Regions from separate parts of the Mus musculus genome. Here all the other regions are linked to region 4. A link is a contact called in public ChIA-PET, HiChIP or PLAC-seq and promoter capture Hi-C data. All regions are on one chromosome and are shown on one strand. The core of a region is the stretch at or near the end of the contact, and the rest is flanking DNA. Distances in the headings are between cores, read along the strand shown.

Region 1 (3,123 bases), core at 482-2,981, 340 kb before region 4:
AGACAGAGAGAGAGAGAGAGAAAGAGGCAGAAAAGAGAGGGGAGAAAATGAAAGACCCCCCCCCCAAACCAGCTGAGCCAGTAGTTAAAGCCTTTTTAATTTAACAGACCCCATTTTTTATGGTCTCCAGGACATGCTGCTGGCTTTTTGAGCTGTCACATGATCGCTTATCCAGATGTGAGGGTGGATATCTGGGACAGGACCAGCCAGAAACCGCAGCCCTTTCCTCCAGCTTGTAGCTTGTTACTGTAACTCAACCGTACTCTGCCGGCTACAGAAGCCCTGCATTAATATGTGGTACAACAACAATAACACAGGAGGGGATAAAGTTAACCAAACACTCACAGGAATCTGGAAAAGAGGGGGGGGGGGAAGCTGGGCCAGGGCAGGAGGGAAACAGGGAGGAGAGCCAACTCAGGTTTGTTTGTCAGCTCCACACAACACTGAAAATGAAACCTCCAAGTGTGTGGTGGTCTGAAAACTTCCCCTTTTCTCACCTACTGTGAACAGCTTTTACCCAGGGACAAGACTTCCTGCAGCTTTCTTCAGGAAATTAGCAAATGCCTCTGTTTGGAACTTCAGGTTGCAGGAACCCACAGCAAAGCCAGAAAGGGCCTCAAGAACCACAGAGTGCAGGGCTTCTCCTTCAAAAGAAATTTCTGGAAGCCCAGACCTGGACCACAGAGGGGACAGGAGAGGGAGGGTAAAGAAGCAACTGCTTTCTAGCCTCCCTTTGCACCTTTGCCAGTGACCTTTAGGAGACTCTTTCCCCAAGCTGCCCAGACAGCCTCCAGCAACCCATTAAATTCATTAAGCCTTGAATTTTTTTTTCCATGTGTGAAGTGGCAATGATACAGCCTGCCTAGAGGAGATGCATCCAGGATTAGAGAAAGCCCTGGCCTAATACCTGATCCAAATACTTTCATTTGTTTCTGAATTCATAAACACTGAAAAACCACCTACTATGTGCCACACATTATAGGGCCAGAATTCCTGAAAGTAGGAACTGTACATACAAACAGGGAGTGTCACATGATGACATGATGAATATGTAAACAGGTCAGTGTACACAAAGATGGGCACTACCATGAAAAGGGAAAGAGGAGCAGATCTGCTGGGGAGCCAGGGATATTTGGGGATTAGTATCAAGCATCAAGTATCTCTTGAAAGGTCTCTTTGAAAGACAGCAAGGTTCTGGCTCAGTGGGTGAAGATACTTGCCACCCAGTTTGATGACACGAGTCTCATCCCTCAACAACCATATGGCAGAAGGAGAAAACTGACTACTACAAGTTGTCTTCTGACTTCCACATGCGCACCATGGCACCAAGGCATGTCCTAGGTCACAAAGGAAACCCGTCGGCTCAGATAATTGGTCTGCCCTATGTCTACCCTTGCTGTTGAACCTGACTGGCTCATCAAAATCAATGCTGTGGAATATCTCAGATACGCCTCGCTAGAGATCTCACTCTTCTGCCCAAGGATTGTTTCTGAGGCTTGGTGAGTGTAGTGGTTGAAACTGAGACAACTCTTGGGCCTGTGTCCGTGTGGGAGAGTTCAGATTAGGTTAGTTGAGGTAGGATGCCCCATGATCAGTGCCATCGATGGACTGAGGTTCTAGGTTGAACAAAAAACGATTAAGAGAGTGGAGCAAGCATTCAGATCTCTCTGCTTCCTGCCTAGGAATGCAGTGTGAGCGGTCAGTTTACACTTGTACTGCCATGGGGATGCCATGATTGACTGAACCCTCAAACCACAAGCCAAAATAAACCAACCCTTCCTTCCTTAGCTCTCATTTTGTCTAATATTTTTGCCACAGCAGCAAGGAAAATACCTAAGGCATAGGGCCTGGGACTCATCTCTAACCATTCGGTGAGCCAGGAGCATCGAGCAAATTTCACATGGCTAGTTGGCTGATGGGTTTCCTCCAGCCCATAAAATGAGGAGTTAAGGCAAGTAAGCTCTGTATTTCACACCACTGTGACTCTCACCGAAGGGGCCCACTTGACAGGTAAGAGTGACACATTTATTAATGGTGGGGTTTGTGCTCTTCCTGTCTTGGCTTAGACCCTCACAGTGCCCCGCAGCAGACCCCAGACTGACTTCTTTCCCCAGGTCCCCTGAGCCTGTTGCATATTGAGGAGCCTTTCCCCTCTCCCCTTGAGTGTCAATCCTCCCAAGGCCCTGTGCTCTCCTCGGCTTGCCTTCAGAGCCAGTGCTGAGAAGAGAGATTTATTTCTTCTACTTTCTGTGGAGAGAGCTTCACAGAAGATGTATTGTTCCCAGCTAGATTTTCATCAATGCTGTGGAAGAGGCAGGAAATCTCCTCCCCAGAAATAATGTCAAATGTCTTAGAAGTCATTGACTGAAAACGCATTAAAGAGAAACCTATAACGGGTTCACTTAAGTATCACGCAGGGTATCTATATTTTACATGGAAATGTGACGTGATGCCTACACACATGTTAAGGTAAGTTATCTCAGGGTCAGATGGGCATTTGTAGTAGGATTTCTCTCTCTCCCCCATAATGCACCATGAATTATGCTGCTATTGGTATAACAAGGGTCATAACCAAGAAGAAATAGCTGCCCCGCTGAGGTTTTTCTTTTATACTGAAAATATTCAGATGGGACATGCAACACACGGCTCTTCACTCCCAGCCTCAACTACAGTCATCGAGTTCAGCTTAACATGTTTTTCTTCAGTTTAAGATGAACCAAGAGTCCCCTGACTGTGGTCTCTCCGTTCGATTGGTACCCATAGAACATCTTCTTCTACAAGTATTCTCACATCCACTGTGCTAAGTTCATCTTTACAAACAGAAAGACCCCACTTAGAAATATGAAATTTCACTGGGCATAGAGAGGTGTCAGGGGTCAGGAGACTAAGGCAGCAGGGGCAGCTTGAGCTCAAGGCTAACCTGTGCTACAGTGTGGGACTCTATCTCAAAAAAAAACAAACAAACAAAACAAAACAAAACAAAACAAACCCCCTCAAACAGAAATGGGGTGGGGAAATGGGGGAAGGCAGGGGAGAAGGAGAATTTGTAGAAAGGTCATGCTCCAGTCTTCCCGCTCTTCATTTCTCTAAGATGTAATCTGATCAGCCATTTATTTTATGGGC
Region 2 (2,839 bases), core at 65-2,564, 340 kb after region 4:
ATTGACTTTAATAGACAGAATGGTCGCTATAGCTGTGCCACCAGAAATATTCATATTCAGTGTCCTATTAGCTCGTAGCCAGCAGTCTACAAAACAGGAAGAAAGCCTCTGCCTCCTCTCCTTGTTCGACTTGATGCGATAATTCATTGCAGATTTCTTTGTCTTTGACAGAGTGCCTACCGAAGGAGTGGGATGGCTTTCCTGGCCTGCTGAGGGGACCATGGCCGTGCCTGCCGCCACGAAGAGGGAGTGGTTCACCGAGGTCATTCTTGCCTGTCCTGCCGGAAAATAAAATAGGATTTTATGTTCTCCTGCCCTAGGGAGTGGCCTGCTTTGTTTCTGACTCTTCAACCGTCTGACTACAGCTCTTCCCCATCCTCCTCAGCCTTGTTTACTGAATGGGCCATTGCCTAATTAATGGCAGGATGTTGGGGATGGTGTGTAGGTGGACAGAAATGCACATCACACAATTTTGGAGTTTGAATTTGGCACAGATTTGCTGCCCTCAGCTCCTAAGTCTTAAAAGCGGTGTTGTGCGTTTTTTTCCCCCTCCAGTGTTTAGTCTGCCTTTTATATGATGCATTTTTATGATTCAGATTTGGGACAAAAGAGACAAAATTTAGATGAGTCAGTGTACCCTTCCCACTGACCCACCAACTGTGCTTTCCAACACTGTTGATTGTCTCTGTGTGCATTTTAGAAACATAGTTACTTTATAAACATACACCCATCAGAGATTCTGCTGGTGAGACAAGCCACCTGTTCCCTCCTCCCCCATCACCTCAGTCACTGAAGAGACCATCTTTATGCGCACGCGCGTGCACACACACACACACACACACACACACACTTTCCATGCCCTTTCATAGCACAGTTTAAAATCGGGAGCACGAGGATCCTAACCCTGCAGATTCTACCCCTGATGGGGATCCAGCACTGCTTGCTGGGAGCTGCCAAGCTACCCCTCTGCCATCCGTACTTTCTCTAGTAAACGAGGAAGTGTAACTCTTGGGAACAAACCAAAATATAGCAGATGCCCCGGCATAGCTCCTGATTAATATGAATCGAGCAGGAGGAAGTTATGTCTTTCGTTCTGTAAGTGTTCCGGGTAAGAGAGAGAAGCAAGAGCAGAAGTTTCCTGTGCGAACAAACCGTTCTGAGCCTCAGTGTGCTGTGCCCTGATGTGCCGTGCCGTTCCCCGCTGTGGTTTACCTGATGTGTAACAACCGTTTTCAGGAAGAAGAATGTACATGTTATAAAAAAAAATGCAGATATTTAATATCAAAAATTGCCGAGGGGTTCTGACGTTCCACCCGCGCTTATTGAAAAGTATGATTATGCTTTTTCTTTTCATCGTCACTCTCATTGCCCTTGGCGTCCCTAATCATGGGAAATTATAGCCCTGCAGTAAGCATCCTTATGCTGGAAATGGCAAGCTTATTGTATTTGGTTTCCATCTGCCAGAAGATCTCAAAGTTTCAGGGGCTGAGATCTCCCATTGAAAACCCTTCTCTGCCCCGCATTATATATTTGAAAACTGCACCAGGTAAAAAATGCAAGGTTTTCTTTTTCCCCTTCGTTTTCTTCTACCTAATCTCCTCATAGTCCCGGGAAGGGAAGACTCAGCGCACATTTCTCTCAGGAACACGACAGCTCTGTGTTTGTGTTGGTCTGCTGTATGTTTGTCTATCTTGAACTGTCTGACAGGTAATTATTTATAAAATCTGCTTTTGCCCAGGGAGCTCACATAATCACTTTCACTTTTCATCATCGTCCAGAAAGCTGAAGGTAAAATGAAACAAGGTCTTTTGTGTCTTTCCTGAGCGAGCCGAGATGTGCCCATAGTCGCTCAATATTAATAGTTTTAATTTTTTTCTCTTTCCTACACGTGGGCTCTTCCCCTAGCCCATTGAACAAGACTAAATTAGAAGTACGACAAAATTTTATAGACAGTGATATAGATAAAATTTAGAAGAAAAATCTCACAAATGATACTTCCATAAACTATACCCTCAGATTAAAGTGTCACCTATTATCACAGTAGAGAAGGCAGCTGTGAGGGCCATTGGGAATTGTCACATACTTAGATGCAAACGAGCCTGGCCTAGACAAGCAAATGACTGTCCTGGGTCACCGTCTGTGATTCCCGAAGCCTTAACACATACTTTACCACCCTGGACTTATGAGACTGTCAGCCAGACACAACAGGGCTCTCATATTTATTCTGTACAATAGCATAAACTTATTTCTTAAAGATACTGATTATACACACAGCTAAAGTATAAATGTGGAATCATAATAGTGAAATCTTTGAAGGGCTGTGCCAGTAAATGACACACTTTCTACACATAAGGCCCAACTCTCAATCAGGTAGCAATACACAGACAGTTCCTGGGTGGGATTTTATTGTTGTTGTTGTTAATCCCCTGTACTTTAGCAAACTTAAAAGTAAATAAACCCAAAGATAGTAAATAGCTTCTCTTCTGGAAAATTGATGTGGCCCCGTAGGTAAGGAAAAAGGAAGCAGAAACCTTCTACTGCCTAAACTCACAAGTGTGACTTTCTGGAAATGCCCTTTTGGGGTCATGTCTAAAGGGAGTGCCTTCACACATGATAATAGTTGAGATTCAAAAATAATGTTCCAGATTAAGGTTTTTATTTAAAAAACATCAGAAATGCAAATATTTTTAAATATACAGTGTATATAGATAGCTCCTGTGAGGCTGTCTGGTCTTTGTTTTTAAAAAGTAGTAAACAGGGGCTGGTGAGATGGCTCAGTGGGTAAGAGCACCCAATTGCTCTTCCAGAGGTTCTGAGTTCAAATCCCAGCAACCACATG
Region 3 (2,808 bases), core at 300-2,799, 260 kb before region 4:
TTCAGACTTCCCATGAGAACAGTGCCCAACACAGACTTCTTAGCAGGTACTGCTGAGTAAAGGCAGACTAGACAGACTCTGAAACATATCTGAAGTTGAGGGTACTCTAATCTCTGACAGTCAGGGGATCCCTCCCAGTGCTGAGGGCCTGTGACCCCTGGGCACTGGATTGTGCTTCAGAAAAATGGAAATATTTGATGCTTTCCTTTTCTGGTGTTTTTGTTTTGTTTTGTTTTGTTTTGGCTATATGTATAGGTGCCTAGGCTTATCCATCTGTGTGCCAGTGCATACATGTGTGTCTGTGTGCATGCACACATGTGCCTGTATCTATGGAGGATACTATCCCAGGTGTCATTCCTCTTGGCTTCCCATCTACTTTATTTCATTTGGTTTTGTGAGTATTTCTGGAACCTTCTGTTCACTGCTTAGGCTAGGCTGACTGGCCAGGGAGCCTTACTCTTCTTCCCAAGTGCTGGGACGGTTAGCCTGCACCACCCTGTGTTTTATGAGGGTTCTGGGCACTGAACTCTGACCCTCATGCTTGTAAGACAAGCACTTCACCTTCCAAACTACTCTGTAGCCACCACAAGATAGTTTCTTTGTGTATATGTGTGTCCCTGTGTGTGCATGCGTGTGCATGCATGTACACAGGTATAGATGCCTGGGAAGGCCAGAGGCACCAGATCCCTCTGGAAATGGAGTTACAAACAGCTGTGAGCAGCCATGTGTGGATTCTTGGAACTGAACCCCTGCCCTCTGAAAGAGCGGTGTGGGCTTTTAACTGCTGAACCATCTCTCCAACAGGAAGAATGCTTTCTTAGTTTAAAAAAAAAAATTCTTCAACCTCTTTTTTTTTTTTTTTGCTGGACTATGTTACCACTTCCAGCTTCAGCTGGAACTAGCAACTCAAAACCAGTCCCAGAAAAGTTAAGAGAGAAGAATTCAATCGCACCACCCACAAGGGAAGCAGAGTTTACAAAACAGTTTCCCCAGAGCTGGCTGTGAACACAGTAGGGAGGGTGGTCTCCCCTCCATCCCTGTCCCTGAAGCTCCTGTGCCAGAGTGTGTCTATTACCTGTTCCCCTTCTGCAAAATGTCAGCGTACAAACTCCTGGAGAGGAGCCATGGGCAATTTGGAGACAGGCTCTCCCACGTAGGGCAGAAAGGTCCCAAGTCTCAACTTTCTGTCTCCATTCATATTGTAGCTCCCAAAAGGAGGGAGACTGGCTCCTGGGAAGCCATAAAGCAGAATGGTCAGGAACCAGGATTCCAGATGCAAGAAGCCTGCCACCTCTTAGTTATATAACCTCTCGCCTCATCTTCAGCCTTAAAAACAACAACAACAACAACAAACCCTCACTTTTTGCTGGGGTATGGCTGAGAAAGGCATAACTCATGTGAAATACAGAATATAGACTTGTCACTTGGCTAAATAAATAAATAAAATAGTAAACCTCAGCCAGAATCCTGCTAACCCATGAAACCATGCCTCAGGAGGTGACTGATCACGAGGCTTTTTCTCCTGGTTGGTGGTTCCCACCTCCTGCCGCTAGATGCTCTGTTGTGTGCACGTGCATATGCGCAAGCCTGTGCCTCTTCCACAGTGCCCCCCTCCTCTTCTGCCTATTTTCATCATCTGAACACCAGGGATAACAAGTTCTACACGATCATTATAAGGTTTACAAATTCAATATTTGGAAAGTGCTGGGCACATACCAGACACTCAAACCATACTTAATGTTGCTATTAATACATTATCCTTCAAGATCCAAGTTATCATATGCACAAGTTAACCAGAGAGGGTTGGAGAAGGAAAGTCAGCAGTAGCAAGGGCCCTCCCCACCCCACGCCCACCCCTGCCTCTTTTCTCTTCTTTAGGCTGAAGTGCAACTTGGCAATTGGCTGGGGTCTGGAAAGGGAGCTGGCCAGCCACCCAGAGCGCTGCAGCGTCCAGTTACCACCCAAGCCTGCTTTCCAGCTGAATCCTGCTGGGCAGAGGACAGTGATGCCAGGCACATCACTGGCACCACCACAGGAGCAAGGAAGAATGTGCTGCAGCCACAAACACACACAAAGAGTTGGATCAAAATGGAGTCCCCGGATGAGACCACCAAGCGTATATGTTTTAGAAGGCTTGCCTTTCTCTCTGTGTCCCTGCCCAAGTGTCTGTGTCTTGCTGGCAGTGTTCAAGTCTCCTGAAAATAGAGGTTTATTATGGAAATGCTGACAGATCCTTAAATAGAGCATGGTATTTGCAACTCTGTAATTATGCCTTCATTGAAAAGCTCCAAAGAAAACATGATTTCCTTGCGCAAATAAATCAGGCAGAGCTTTAAAGGCCCAGATTTAAATCATTTGACCTATAAAGAACCATCATAGATAGGTAGATTGCAAATAATAATAGTGCCCCCCCTTTTTTTGAAAGTCTAGGCCTATACCAGAGAAATGTCTACAGACTCCCGTGATGTTTTGTAAAATTGGACCCACCTCTCACTACCATGCTCCTGTGGGAATAGGCATAGAATTAGCATGGCTACAGCATGGATGGCTACAGTAATTTGATGAGCTTGGAAACTGTCCTTGTAAAAATAAATAAGAGATATGTATCTCCACCTACTTACTCCCAGCACGAGAATATCTCTTAGATATTCACCCCACCTCACCTCTCTCTACCTCTCCACCCCACCCCTCGTTCTCTCTCTCTCTCTCTCTCTCTCTCTCTCTCTCTCTCTCTCTCTCCTGTATCTGTTCTGTATCCAAGACACGATCTGAGGCTAGATCCATAAATAACCACTTCAAGATGACACA
Region 4 (3,161 bases), core at 196-2,695:
AGTCTTAATTTTTAAGGAAATAATGACAATTTTTGGCTACTTTCCCATATAGCTCGCACTCAGCTTTGGGCAGAGTGAGCCTGGATCTTACACTTCATGTTGACCCTCCACATCCTAAATCTACTCTTGGAAGTGTATTTGGCAAATATTGAAGTGTCTGGCAGTTACAGAGGACTAAGCACAAGACAATTGCAATCCAGAGAGGAGATGATCAGATGAATGGCTGTTTTAAAGACACTCAGCAAATAGGATTATTTCAGAACTCATACATTCATAGGCAAGACATTAATGAAGTAAGTAGTGCTTGAAAAGACCTGGTAAAGGTGAATGTGATGGTTTGTATATGCTCGGCGCAGGGAATGGCACTATTAGAAGGTATGGCCCTGTTGGAGTAGGTGTGTCATTGTAGGTGTGGGCTTTAAGACCCTCATCCTTGCTGCATGGAAGCCAGTTTTCTACTACCATCCTTCAGATGAAGATGTATAACTCTCAGCTCCTCCTGCACCATTCCTGCCTGGATGCTGCCATGCTCCTGTCTTGATAATGGACTGAACCTCCGAACCTGTAAGCTAGCCACAATTAAATGTTCTTTTAAGAGTTGCTTTGGTCATGGTATCTATTCACAGCAGTAAAACCCTAGCGAAAAAAGTGACTAATATAAATAATAATAGTAAAAATAATATAATAAAAATAATATTTGAAATGGTAGGATAGTGGATATTTTCTTTTCTAAACAGCCGAGTGAAAACATCACACACAATTGTCTCCAGTTCATTAAGGTACTACACCTGCAACCATCAAACACGGGAAGACAGGTCATACATACAATTCAATATAAGTGGTGCAAGGAAAAATCACCACTGCTTGTTTATAAAGCTTCCCCAATAGTGAAAGTTATTAACTAAAGCATGCTTTTTAAAGTAATGGAACTTTGTAGAAAGGAACGGGGGTGGGGTGGGGTAACTTTGCAGATGAGTTTTCACAGGCTTTCGATTTTGCGCAAGGGCCGGTAGGGGTGGGTAGGTGGGTGTTCCCAGGTCCTAGAACGGACTGAGTCCTCACACAGTGCTTCTCTGAGGAGAGAGTCTTTCCTAACTCTGCGCCCCTTTGTCATTGGAAACAATTCTGGTCACCTGACCAACCCCTGAAGAGAAGCTTGCATAGACCTTCTCCCAGTGCAGATCACCGACTCTCAATAATCCTAGCTCCTCGGGCTCACTCCTACGGTCTGCAGAGTCACCACAGGCCAAATCCAGCTCCTCTGCCAGATCGCTCACTCGACTCATCACAACTCCCGCTCTGAGGCTCCGCCGCGTGGCTGCGGGCCGCTCCGTACGCCGAGGCGGGAGCGCGAAGCCCCGCCCCCGGAGTGTGGCGGAAGTAGAAGAAGCAGGCCCGCGACCGCGCGCGCTGGCCAGCCGGGTGCGCATGCGCTCTCGCCGCACGGCTTGGCCCGTCCCTCTAGTCACCCCAGGCTCCGCTACCCCCGCCCCGCCCCTCATAGTGGCGCTCTCGCCATCTTACCCCCACCCCCTCCAGCCTAGCTCAGTCACCTTTTCCCTTTCTACAATCTCTGGTTCCCCCCACTCCCCGCCCCCCTGCCCGTCGTGTCCCGGGGCCGCCGCCGCCGCAGACACCGCGCCATCTCTGTCCCCTCTCATTCTCCACGCGGGACGCGCAGCCGTGCCTCCACGTGTCTTAAGCAGAGGTTGTGGGGGCGCGTGGGGGCGGCGGGGAGTGGGGCGAGGTCATGGGAACTTGAGGGACGTCGTGGCAGCCAAATGCCTGGCCCGGGGCTGCGGGCCCAGCCGGATGCAGGCCGCCGAGCGTGGGGTGCCCCGTGGCTCCTCCCCGTTGTCGGTGGGCGTGAGGCAGGGGAGCCCTCGGGGCCGGGCGGAGAGGCACCGTTTAGGCTTGTCACCCAAATGGGTGGGAAGTCCTCCAAGAAGGCAAGCTAGGAAGCTAGGAAGTGGTAGTGGAAGGAAGTGCAGTGTGCATGCAGGCTGAGGGACAGAGGACACAGAGATGTTGCTGTCAGAGCTCGCCTCTGGGACCCCTGGGGAAATAAATCATTTAGCCGGTGGTGTCGGGGGGTATAGATGGGGATCATCGCAGCCTAGCTCAAAACTCAGGTTTATGGGAGAAGATCTGTGTGCTAAAAGCTTGTATCACGCCAGCTGTGATTAATTACGTTTGAGCTCCAAGGAAATTGTCTGTCATCTTGCCTTCTATATTGGAAGTCAGGCTAGTTGATGTGACAAGTGATAAGAGTTATAGGGATAGTGGAATATATTTGACGGTCAGACAGGATCCCAGTAGCAGTGTTGTTACTGAACACCCGGATTAAAATTAGCTTTATGTCCTTGGAATTAGTAGACTCAGGAAGAAACCAGTACATATTTATCTGGGATAAAACCTGAGTTCTCAGTATTTTTGAGTTAGTTCACTGTTAAAAGATTTACTTAAAGAAAGAAACAACTGGTAGAATTTCTGCGTGTTCCAGCGAGGCGGAATATGACTACTAAGATAATGTTTTGCACAACCAGACCTTACTTTAACCATACTATTGCAAGCTTCCCACCCTTTTCCGGCTGCACTGCCCAAGGGGACTTTATGCCAAGCTGGAAATGCTATACTCTATGGGCTACCAATATGGTAACCACCGGGTGCAGGTGGCTCTGATGAGCTTGATTTTTTAATTGGTTAGCAAATTAATTACAATGTAAGTAAGTAGACACACAGGCATGGTGCTTATTGCATGGGATCCCACAGGTCTGAAAAAGTTGAGAGATTGAGAGCCAGTTGCAGTTTTTTATTTGGTTGAGTTTTAAGTCAGGCCAGCTTTTGAACTATTTATGCTTTTAAAAGGACTCGTAATTAGAATCTCTATAATGCCTTTCATTCAAATTGTAGATCTGCTAGTATTTATTTACAGCTTGGCAAACTAAAGCAAAATGCTCTGAACTCTGGTTCTAAAGCTAATGGCAGATTTAGTTGGAAAGACAACAGTGCTAACTAGAGTTTTCTTTAATTATCTATAGCTTCCATTGTCTTTTACCATTTGATTAGTTCTTAGAGAATAGTTTAAACTTTTTATTGTTGTGGTTCCCCCCCCCCCCTATTTAAGAGGTGGCAATTCCACCTTAAGTTTTTGTGTTATA
Region 5 (2,700 bases), core at 129-2,628, 390 kb after region 4:
TATAATGCCTTAGCATGCTCTGACCCCATCCCAACAAGTCCTTCACCTGAACACTACCAAAGAATTACTTGCGGGACTAACTACTAGCCTCCAACCCCTCCATCTCCACCCCCTCCCCCCTCTGCCCCTCCCCCCATGGGCAGTCTGTCTTCAGGGAAACAAAAGCAGTTCTGCCCTATGAAAATGTCAAGGTAAGGAAGTAAAGAGACAGCTCAGCAGTTAAGACTTCTCTTCGAGAAGACCAGGGTTTGATTCTCAGCACCTGCATGGCAGCTCTTAAGCACCTATGACTCCAATTCTGGGGAATCCCATGCCCTCTTCTGACCTCATGGGCACCAGGCATACATGTGGTACACAGACAGACATGCAAGCAAAACACTCATACACATAAAATTATTATATTTGTCTATTTATTTGTTGTTATCTGTTTGTTTATTAAAAAAAAAAAGAAATGCCCTCAACCACAAAGACTCATTTAAGAAGGAGGGAGAAAGGGGAGAGGAAGAGGGAGAGGGAGAAATGATATCAGGGTCACAGTTTCACATGGCCAAAGCCTTGTTACAGAGTGGAAGGGAATCTCAGGGTTGAGCCAATAGTGTGGAGGCCTCAGGACGAGCCCAGACAGTGGACAGGGCCCGAAGGCTCCTGAATCCATCTGGATTGCCATGTTCATGTTCACTGGCCTCTAGCCAATCTCTTCCATCAAATGGACTCTGCTATTTATTCCTTTTATTCTTCAGGGACGCTGGGGGGGAATCGATGAAATACAAAATCAAATGCGTGTTAAGCTTCTGCAATGTGAGTTCAGACAGATTGTCTGCTCGCCTATGCATGTCAAATGACTCTGAGAGCTTTTATGTGGGTGTAAAGTTTGGGGTTTGTAGGGGAAAAAATACAGCATATTTCATAGCATAATTGTGGAATTTTCTCTGCAGAAGCGCGTGGCCTGCACAGCCCTGAAATGTTTTGACAGCTCAGCCCACTAGATGCTTATCCCTCTGCCTGAGTCCCCTTACACACACACACACACACACACACACACACACACACACACACACACACACACACACACACGGCAGCTGCCACCCTGCCCCCAGAGACCAGCTGCTGGAGCCTCACTTACAAATCCCCTCATCCTGTTCTGCTGTGGGAAATGCATTCCCCATCAGCTCGCTGCTCTTAAAGCACACTTGAAGGGCTAGCTTCTTTCTCGCCTTCTTTCTTTTGGAATCTGCAACAACAAAGATTTCATTACCTAGCACAGCAACTTCTACAGCCAGAGGGATGCAAGATTTCACTCTACCTGGATGAGGTCCATATGCGACAGGGCAGCCCTGAGAAGGGCAGAGTCGGGGAGAGGAGAGTGAGCAGGCACCTTCTGTGCTGTCAATCCTCCAACAGCACTGTGCGGAGCTCTTCTCTGTTGGGTGCTGCCTCTCACCTCAGAGCCCTCTGGTTTGTGGATTACCCATGTGTAGTGGCTATTCCTGGTTGTCAACTTGACAATATTTGGAATGAACTACAATCCGGAATTGGAAGGCTCACCAGTGACCCTTATCTGGAGGCTTGGAGATCCTTATCTGGATCTTGGTTTGAAGATCTTGAGCCATAGTGGCTATGGATTCCAGAAGATTGAATCTCTGAGTTTAAGGAACACACCTTTAATCTGGGCTACGCCTTTCATCTGGGATTAAAGGTGTGGTGGGACACACCTTTAATCTGGGCTACACCTTCTGCTGGAGACAATATAAGGACATTGGAAGAAGGGAGTCTAGCTCGAGCTCTTGCTCCTTCGCCTGCTTGCTGCGTGAGACTGAGTAACTGCTAGATCCTTGGACTTCCATTCACAGCTGCGACTGAATCATTGTTGGGAATTGGGCTGCCGACTGTAAGTCATCAATAAATTCCTTTACTATCTAGAGACTGTCCATAAGTTCTGTGACTCTAGAGAACCCTGACTAATACACCATGTGAGGAATTCCTCCCTCCTGACAGCCATCATGCCCCAGCTGACACTATTCGTTCCCTCTGCCTGCTTTTTCCTCCCTGGGTTCCAAGTCTCCTTCCCCCAGAACATCAGCGCTAATAGGCTAAGAGAACGCTGAGCCCCAAGGCTCTTCCTTCTAAACAGAAAGCATTCATAAAGCCACTGTGAGACAGACAGCACATGGTCCGTGCAGCCCTGAAATGTTTTGACAACTCACCCCACTAGATTCTACCCACCAAAACAGCCAGAGGTTAGGTTCATGCGTCTCTCTCCATGTTCATTTCTTATTTATCTGAACCAAAGCCATAGAAAACACAAATAAGAAACTAAGAAAGGCAGGCAGACTCCTATGGTCTCAAGAGGAAGAAGGCCAGGGCCCCTGCACGCAGCCCTCAGAAAGCAATTCTTTGCTTCAGGGATTCCTGTCTGACTGGGGGCTGTGGAGAAGGGGCAGGACTTCTTACCCTGGGGCATGACTGGGTGCCTTTTGCATCCTCCACTGTCGCTGTCCCAGCTCCTCCCTGTTCCACCTGCTCTCCTGGAAATGCTGTCACTGATACATTAAAATGGGGACTCATTTTAATGGGTCCAGACAGACCACACCAGGCCAAAGCAGTTCCACGCGTCAGAGGTTTATTGGAGACAAAGAGGGGAAAGAGAGAAAGACAAGGGGAAAAGGGTCAAAAGTGAGGAAGGGTCTGCCTTTTATTTAG
Region 6 (3,114 bases), core at 111-2,610, 320 kb before region 4:
AAGAAGGAGGTCCCTGCCCAGCTTCTTTTCTTCACAGCTGTGTGCCTTCAGGGAGCAGCTCTCCCTCTCTGAGAGACTCCTCGTCCTTTGAAGTTCTAACTCTCGATGCTACCCAGCACCCACATAGCACTGGGAAATGTGTCTTATCTTTCCTAGGTAGAGTGATGAAGAACAGTTCATCGCAGGCAAAGCTATAGTGGGTCTGGCAAGGGATATCAGCTTGGCCAACCCCAGGTGAGTGTAAATGAACAGACAGGCTCAGCTGAGCTTCTCCGGGCAGCAGCGGGGCTATAGGGTGCTGTGTTCCACACAAGAATCCAGCAGAGGGGGATGTTGCACAGAGGCAGCTTTCTTTGAGCTAGTCACTGGGAGTGTGCAGACTCTGAGGGGAGGAAATGTGTCTTTTCATCCTTTCAGGACCCCCAAATGCACCCTCCACTCATCGTGATTCGTTGGGTTGCAGCTCCAAGCCCCTGCACAGGTACAGGAAAGCCCCTTGCGATCTTCCTGTGCATTTAACCTGAGGAATTGTCCCTTCCCGCTTGCAAATGACAACACTATTTTAGCTGCTGTCGGAAGTTGGAACCTGGCAAGATCAACAGTTTTAAAAGACTCCTTAACCCAGAGGAGGTTTCCCCTTCCCTGCCCCTCCCCAGTCCTCTCCCTTCCTAGACATCAAGGACTGAGATCATCTGCAAAAGAACGAAAAGTAGAGTTCTGCTTTCCTGGCCCAACACCCTCACCCTTTCCTTTTTTTTTTTTTTTTTCTTTTTTCTTTTTTCTTTTTTCTTTTTCATGTTGACAGTGATGTTTAAAATCTTTCTCTTCAAATACAGATTGGCACCTGGGTCTGTAATCTCTCACCATCTTCTGAGAGTGACTGGGGCTTGCTCAGCCTTTGACACAAGAGAAAAAGTGCATTAGAATTTCCGACTTCTGTGATTTCTCCCTTCCTGTTTCCTATTGAAGGAGAGTGTAGCATTAGAGGGAGAAACCCAGAGAAAGTCCCCCCACCCTCACCTCCGCCCCCACCCACCCCCACCCACCTCCACCCCTGCATCCTCGAAGAAAAAGAAGACGAGAGGGTGAGTCCTTTACAACATCTCAATAAGAAGCCATGGACACGCTATTTATCTTGTAATGTCCTTTTGAAGATGTAAGGACTCCTGATTTAAAAGGCAAGCCTGCATCTAGTTTCTCAGCATCCCCCAGGGCCAGCCTTTCTCCTGGGCAGAGAGGAGAGGATGGAGAAGGGCTGAGAAGAGAGGCCTCTGAAGTCACAGCTTCCATGGGAACCAGAGGCACCTGCCCTGCTCTGTGGTCTCAAAGCAAGCCAAGAGCTCATGAGCTGGATGTTGGTGAGAAGGGGCTCATCCCCGTCATGGGGGAAATTCTCAAGCAAAGTGTGGTATAGTTGCTTCAGTCTACCTTGGTGGGGATTTTCAAAATATTTTCTAAAGCTTAGTAGTTTTTGGAGAACACAGCCACGAAGTATTGAGGAACAAATAGTCATAGTGTTCATTATGAGATCCAGGGGGCAGAAAGAGAAGCATCCCGGCTTTGAGGGCAAACTGGCTTAAATCCCAGCTTCAACTGAAATAAGCAGAGACAGCTCACCTCGATCCATCTTCTCTAGAATACAAGGATGAGTGGTATTAGGCACTCTTCTTATTGCTGTGGCAAAAACAAAAACAAAAACAAAAACAAAAAAACAAAAAAAACCAAACCTTACCAAAGCAACTTAAGGGAAGATTTGATTTGGCTTCCCAGTTCAAGGGAACACAGTCCATCATGGCAGGGGTGGGGTGGGGGAGTCATGGCAACCAGAGCTTGAGGCACCTGTAACATAGTGTCGTTATGTTACATTCTAATGTTACATTTGAGTGTGTGAAACATCAGCAGAAAGAACTGAACGCTGATACTCAGCTCACGTCTCCTTTTTATTCAGCTTGGGGCCCCAGACCTTCCAACAAATGGTGCCACTCATATGCCCAGTGGATCTTCCCATCCCAATTTCCCAATCTGGAAAGCCTCTCACAGATATGCCTGCATTTCCTTGGTGATTTTTAATGCTGTCAGTTTGAAAATCAACATGGACCATCATGCTACTTTTAGAAATTCATTGGAATTTCATTGGCCTAAGCTGGGTAAAAGTACTAAGTGTTGTGGCCCCTAGTATGATAGGCACTCAGGAGGTGTCACCTGACATCATGGTCTTGCCAATGAAATTGTGCTACAGTTCCTTCTGACTTTTGTGGTATCAAGGTGTCCTGGGTAGGTTTTTGTCAACTTGATACAAACTAGAGTTATCTGGAAAGAACTTCAATTCAGAACATTCTTCTACCTAGATCTCCACACATGCACGTCCATAGATTATTCTCCCAATTAATGATTGATGTGCGGGAGCCCAGCCCACTGTGGGTGGTGACATTCTTGGTGCATGAGTGATATAAGAAATCAGGCTAACATCACACCTACAGTCTAGTGTCTTTGGTACAGAACGCTATTCTGCAAGCTACCAAATAGAAACGTAAACACCAACTCAACCACAAATGCTTTGATCTACAATGCTGTTCTGCCTGCAAGAAAGCCAGGACAATGGTGGCACAAAGCTTATAGGAGTTGCCAACCAATAACTTATTTGACTTAAGGCCCACCCCATGAGATGGAACCCATATGTGACACTGCTTGGGTGACCAAGTACCAGAGACTAGACAGCCTATGGACCTAGAGTAAAATTAATTACTACTGTTCTAGACAAAAATCATAACAATAAAATAATTTTAATGGCATTCCATTGACCCATAGATCAGTGCATTGTTCAACCGTCTTCACCATGCAGCCTGCATCCTCCTGCAGCAGATGGGAAAAAATACAGAGACCCACAACCAGACATTATGCAGAGACCTTTGAACACTCAGCCCTAAATGGATGTCTTCGTCAAATCTAAAGGCTCAGAAAACCCTTAGGAAGAGGAGGCAGAAAGAGTGTAAGAAACAAAGAGAATGAAGGACATTAAAGAAAGATCTTAAGACACAGAAAAGTTAAAGGAGCAGTGGATAGGTAATAGAGTTGGGTTCCAGAGCCTCTCCAAATGGCCTCAGGCTGTGGCAG
Region 7 (3,041 bases), core at 494-2,993, 300 kb before region 4:
GTCTCTTGCTGAGATCCATTCTGACTGGGGTGAGGTGCTGTCTCAAAATAGTTTTAGTTTGCATTTCCCTGATGCTAGGGATGTTGGACAGTTTTGGAAACACTTGTCACCTGTGTTTCCTCTTTTGAGAGCTGCCTGTTCATTTCATTAGCATGTTTGCTGGCTGGCAGTTTGGGGAGTTTTGGGTTAATTTTTGAACTCCCTTGTCAATTCTGAAGTATAGCTGGGAAAGATTTTTCTCCTATTCTGCTGACCGTGTTTTCGTTGTTCCTTTGGCTGTCAAGAAACTTTGGAATTCCTAGTTGATTCCTGGGACTGGTTCCTGTGGAGTTGGAATTCTATTCAGAAAGGTCTTGCTAAAGCTTTCTGTTAAAGAGCACCCCTATTTCTGTCCAGCAGTTTCATTACCTCAGAGGGGAAATTCAGGTCTTTGATCTGCTTTAAAGTTAATTGTGTACAAGGTCAGTGGTGTGGATTTGATTTCTTTCTTCTGCAGGTGTATATCCAGTTTTTCTAACACCCACCTTTAAAAACAAACAAACAACAGTGACAAACCCTGGATCTCTCACTGGGACCTAGGGCTCACAGTTAGGCTAGGCTGGCCAGCCAGCAAGCCCAGGGGCCCACCTGATGCTGTCTCCCCAGGGCTGAATTTAAAGTACTTGTCTTGTTTCACGTGGACTCTGGAGCTTGAATTCATTACTGACTGAGCTGGCTCTCGAGCCCCTGACTTCCTATTATGAAAAGACTGTTTGTTCTCTTTTAGAGAACATAGACAAGCCCTTGCTCCAGCCTCCACAAATATTTCTATAGAAGGGTTCAAGGATCAGGTTGATAGGACCCCTTTCCCACCAAGGACTTCTGCTATCAGAAGCCAAAAGCCTTATTACAGTTTGAATATATCTTCATTGTGTCCTCTATTGGATATCTGTATGAGCAGGTTGGGGTCTAGGGCAAGTCATTATGTCATAGGGTGCATCATCTTTGAAATATAGTTTTAAGGGGCCCTGGTTAGTTTTTATAAGCAGCATCTTAGCTGTGAGATCCTGGCATGAGAGCTAATTCAGTAATGTTACTGCCTTCAAAGCTTGAGACCTGGTCTGCTCCCTCAAGAGCCCACATAAAGATGGCATGCACTTGTTATCCCAGTGCTGGGGAGGCAGAGACAGGCAAGTCTCTGGCACTAGCTAGCCGGCTAGTCAAGCAGCCTACTTGGCAAGCTCCAGGACAATGGAAGCCACTGTCTCAAAATAACAGCAACTGAGGAATAGCAGCCAATGTTATCCTCTGGCTTCCACATGCCACACACGCACATGCCACACACGCACATGCACACACGCACACAACCATATACATATACACACTCTTACGGACACAGAAAGTTAGGATCCCTCTACTAAGAAACAAAGCAGCAGGAGCCCTCATCTAGGTTGTGATAAGCTAATGTTATACCTTCTAATGGCCACAGTTGCGATCTAGATGTGTTTCTTTTCTTTAGTAAGTATCCAGCCTCCAGTCTTTTGCTATAGTAACAGAAAATGGACTGGTACACACTTCATGGGACCAAGACCCTTTTTCAGGGTCATAAGCATTGTTCCTTTAACAGGCCCGCTCCTAACACTTTAAGCAATCTTACGATAAGTGGGGACACTCCCGGGTAAAAAGGCCACTACGCTTCAGCCTGTTTTTAGGCATGAATCATATTCATTGTCTTTTGTATACAAAGTGGATGACTCAACTCTGGAAGCCACCTTCTTGTAAGATGGCCTTTGCCTGGCCCGGTGAGCAAAGGCTTAGTCAAATGTTCTACTTCAGGTTAGTCTGTAATTAACAGATAATGTTCTCACTGTTGGAATAGCCCTGTTAGATGATATAAGTCCCCACTCTTAACTCACTTCTGTCTCCAACCGGAGTTACAGCCGACGAAAAGGCAAATTGTGCCATCCCCCTGCCTACAGACTCGTAGGCTTCCCCAGCTCTCTTGACATGGAACCCTCCATCTTTAGGACCTCTCTGGAGGCACTCATACAACCTAGCTCATATCCACTCTGACTTCATTCTCTACAGCTTCCCATAGCCACATCTGGGGCTAGAACACATGCCCCTGCTGCAGGTTTACCCTTGCTGTTCTTCTTTCCTGGGTGCCTATTCCCCCACATAACACAAGGTTCGCACTCGCCACTCAGTTCTCCTTGTAGTTGTAACCCTCTTCGTTCACACACAGGCACACTATATGCAGCTCCATGACTTGAATCTCTATGTCCTTTAGCCATTATGAATATGCTCTAAAGCCCTGAAGGTCTGAGATATAGCCAAACTATTCTCAGGACAACACAAATGTATTGTCACCCTCTCATGCCACCCCGATTTGCTGCTGGCATTTGTACCAGAATCATGAAAGCAAGGGAGGACAGTGCTGTATGCGTCTCTCCAGATGTGGTCCCACTCAGATAACAGCTGCATAAGGAAGAACTGGTTTCACATTGCTTTCACTTCATTGAAGGTGTTCTGTTTGATGCCACATCAGAATCAAACCAGCAATACTCTCTAAAAGTCAGTTGTGATGTGGAACCTGAAGTTGTAACAATACCATGTTTCATTAAATTCCCCCAAGAGTCCTGTACTTCCAATGTGCCTTTTACCCACATTGATGGCATTGGTGGTCACTAGACCCCCCGCTACCCATTCACTGATTAAAGGTCTCAGTTTCATGACTCCTGGAGGTACTATGTAAATGAATAATTCCATTAGGTCTAGGTCCTTGAGCACAGTTCTTCAATTCTCTAAGAATATTCATAAAGCCCTCTTCCATCAACCAAAATAGAGCCGTTGACTCAAAGGAGACTGTGTGTGGCATTGTGTGAGTTGCTAGCTTAGGTATCTGGCTATTGTATCGCAGACCAAATTTTACTTGAGACACTGCCTCCTTATAGACAGTCATGCTAACTTGGGTGTGGGTCTCTCCACAGGTACCTTCTAGAAAATAACTGTTGGTATTTGTAGCCAAAGATAAAATACAGGCTTTCAAATAAAAATTCAAA

What was found. Promoter capture Hi-C pulls out the DNA fragments that hold promoters and counts their contacts. ChIA-PET counts read pairs in DNA pulled down with a chosen protein or histone mark. HiChIP or PLAC-seq counts read pairs in DNA pulled down with a chosen protein or histone mark.
Region 1: an H3K27ac HiChIP or PLAC-seq map of acute myeloid leukemia shows a contact between it and region 4, with 5 times the contacts expected there. The contact joins the enhancer-like site here to the promoter of Supt3 in region 4. A contact is called at or near these places in 8 of 39 promoter capture datasets (the 3T3-L1 cell line, the C10 cell line, HPC-7-derived erythroid cells and 5 more), 1 of 484 Hi-C or Micro-C datasets (nephron progenitors), 8 of 115 datasets of contacts at active chromatin or transcription factors (acute myeloid leukemia, bone marrow-derived macrophages, embryonic forebrain and 5 more) and 2 of 9 other capture datasets (adipose tissue and macrophages).
Region 2: a contact with region 4 is called in an H3K4me3 HiChIP or PLAC-seq map of the 230-238 cell line, with 4 times the contacts expected there. The contact joins the enhancer-like site here to the promoter of Supt3 in region 4. A contact is called at or near these places in 7 of 39 promoter capture datasets (the 3T3-L1 cell line, the C10 cell line, the HPC-7 cell line and 3 more), 2 of 484 Hi-C or Micro-C datasets (the N1E-115 cell line and liver) and 11 of 115 datasets of contacts at active chromatin or transcription factors (the 230-238 cell line, acute myeloid leukemia, astrocytes and 6 more).
Region 3: an H3K27ac HiChIP or PLAC-seq map of SST interneurons shows a contact between it and region 4, with 4 times the contacts expected there. The contact joins the enhancer-like site here to the promoter of Supt3 in region 4. A contact is called at or near these places in 1 of 39 promoter capture datasets (hippocampal neurons), 1 of 484 Hi-C or Micro-C datasets (bone marrow-derived macrophages), 4 of 115 datasets of contacts at active chromatin or transcription factors (SST interneurons, embryonic forebrain, fibro-adipogenic progenitors and 1 more) and 1 of 9 other capture datasets (adipose tissue).
Region 5: a contact with region 4 is called in a promoter capture Hi-C map of hippocampal neurons, with 9 times the contacts expected there. The contact joins the enhancer-like site here to the promoter of Supt3 in region 4. A contact is called at or near these places in 9 of 39 promoter capture datasets (the 3T3-L1 cell line, cranial neural crest, embryonic stem cells and 4 more), 2 of 484 Hi-C or Micro-C datasets (the N1E-115 cell line and pre-B cells) and 6 of 115 datasets of contacts at active chromatin or transcription factors (embryonic basal ganglia, embryonic stem cells, forebrain and 3 more).
Region 6: a contact with region 4 is called in an RNA polymerase II ChIA-PET map of memory CD8 T cells, with 10 times the contacts expected there. The contact joins the enhancer-like site here to the promoter of Supt3 in region 4. A contact is called at or near these places in 14 of 39 promoter capture datasets (the 3T3-L1 cell line, 3T3-L1-derived adipocytes, the C10 cell line and 9 more), 2 of 15 datasets of contacts at CTCF or cohesin (large pre-B cells and pro-B cells), 8 of 484 Hi-C or Micro-C datasets (the 3T3-L1 cell line, the HPC-7 cell line, bone marrow-derived macrophages and 5 more), 22 of 115 datasets of contacts at active chromatin or transcription factors (the 230-238 cell line, the NIH/3T3 cell line, T-cell acute lymphoblastic leukemia and 15 more) and 2 of 9 other capture datasets (adipose tissue and macrophages).
Region 7: a contact with region 4 is called in a FOXA1 HiChIP or PLAC-seq map of pancreatic cancer cells. The contact joins the enhancer-like site here to the promoter of Supt3 in region 4. A contact is called at or near these places in 2 of 39 promoter capture datasets (cranial neural crest and neural stem cells), 2 of 484 Hi-C or Micro-C datasets (the 3T3-L1 cell line and pancreatic cancer cells) and 9 of 115 datasets of contacts at active chromatin or transcription factors (T-cell acute lymphoblastic leukemia, bone marrow-derived macrophages, effector CD8 T cells and 5 more).

The regions. Positions count from the first base shown.
Region 1 is chr17:44,432,495-44,435,617 of GRCm38.p6, forward strand. No RefSeq gene overlaps it. Among named protein-coding and RNA genes, the nearest start is that of Runx2os3, 130 kb to the right of the region's middle. Within about 2 kb of position 1,732, at least 24 of the 459 cell types and tissues checked have an H3K27ac peak or open chromatin away from gene starts, as enhancers often do. A contact at or near this core is called in acute myeloid leukemia and pro-B cells, where this site is marked.
Region 2 is chr17:45,118,972-45,121,810 of GRCm38.p6, forward strand. It overlaps Supt3 (SPT3, SAGA and STAGA complex component), which reads left to right. Exons shown (of 12, transcript NM_178652.3): 12 at 172-319. The coding sequence ends at 213. Among named protein-coding and RNA genes, the nearest start is that of Gm35097, 27 kb to the right of the region's middle. Within about 2 kb of position 1,315, at least 88 of the 459 cell types and tissues checked have an H3K27ac peak or open chromatin away from gene starts, as enhancers often do. A contact at or near this core is called in the 230-238 cell line, the HPC-7 cell line, the N1E-115 cell line and 4 more, where this site is marked.
Region 3 is chr17:44,518,727-44,521,534 of GRCm38.p6, forward strand. It overlaps a transcript of Runx2 not described here. Among named protein-coding and RNA genes, the nearest start is that of Runx2os3, 42 kb to the right of the region's middle. Within about 2 kb of position 1,550, at least 20 of the 459 cell types and tissues checked have an H3K27ac peak or open chromatin away from gene starts, as enhancers often do. A contact at or near this core is called in SST interneurons, where this site is marked.
Region 4 is chr17:44,775,721-44,778,881 of GRCm38.p6, forward strand. It overlaps Supt3 (SPT3, SAGA and STAGA complex component), which reads left to right and starts at 1,446. Exons shown (of 12, transcript NM_178652.3): 1 at 1,446-1,708. It also overlaps a transcript of Runx2 not described here.
Region 5 is chr17:45,168,448-45,171,147 of GRCm38.p6, forward strand. No RefSeq gene overlaps it. Among named protein-coding and RNA genes, the nearest start is that of Gm35097, 23 kb to the left of the region's middle. Within about 2 kb of position 1,379, at least 36 of the 459 cell types and tissues checked have an H3K27ac peak or open chromatin away from gene starts, as enhancers often do. A contact at or near this core is called in forebrain and hippocampal neurons, where this site is marked.
Region 6 is chr17:44,455,536-44,458,649 of GRCm38.p6, forward strand. No RefSeq gene overlaps it. Among named protein-coding and RNA genes, the nearest start is that of Runx2os3, 100 kb to the right of the region's middle. Within about 2 kb of position 1,361, at least 36 of the 459 cell types and tissues checked have an H3K27ac peak or open chromatin away from gene starts, as enhancers often do. A contact at or near this core is called in the NIH/3T3 cell line, bone marrow-derived macrophages, effector CD8 T cells and 3 more, where this site is marked.
Region 7 is chr17:44,474,383-44,477,423 of GRCm38.p6, forward strand. No RefSeq gene overlaps it. Among named protein-coding and RNA genes, the nearest start is that of Runx2os3, 86 kb to the right of the region's middle. Within about 2 kb of position 1,744, at least 19 of the 459 cell types and tissues checked have an H3K27ac peak or open chromatin away from gene starts, as enhancers often do. A contact at or near this core is called in pancreatic cancer cells, where this site is marked.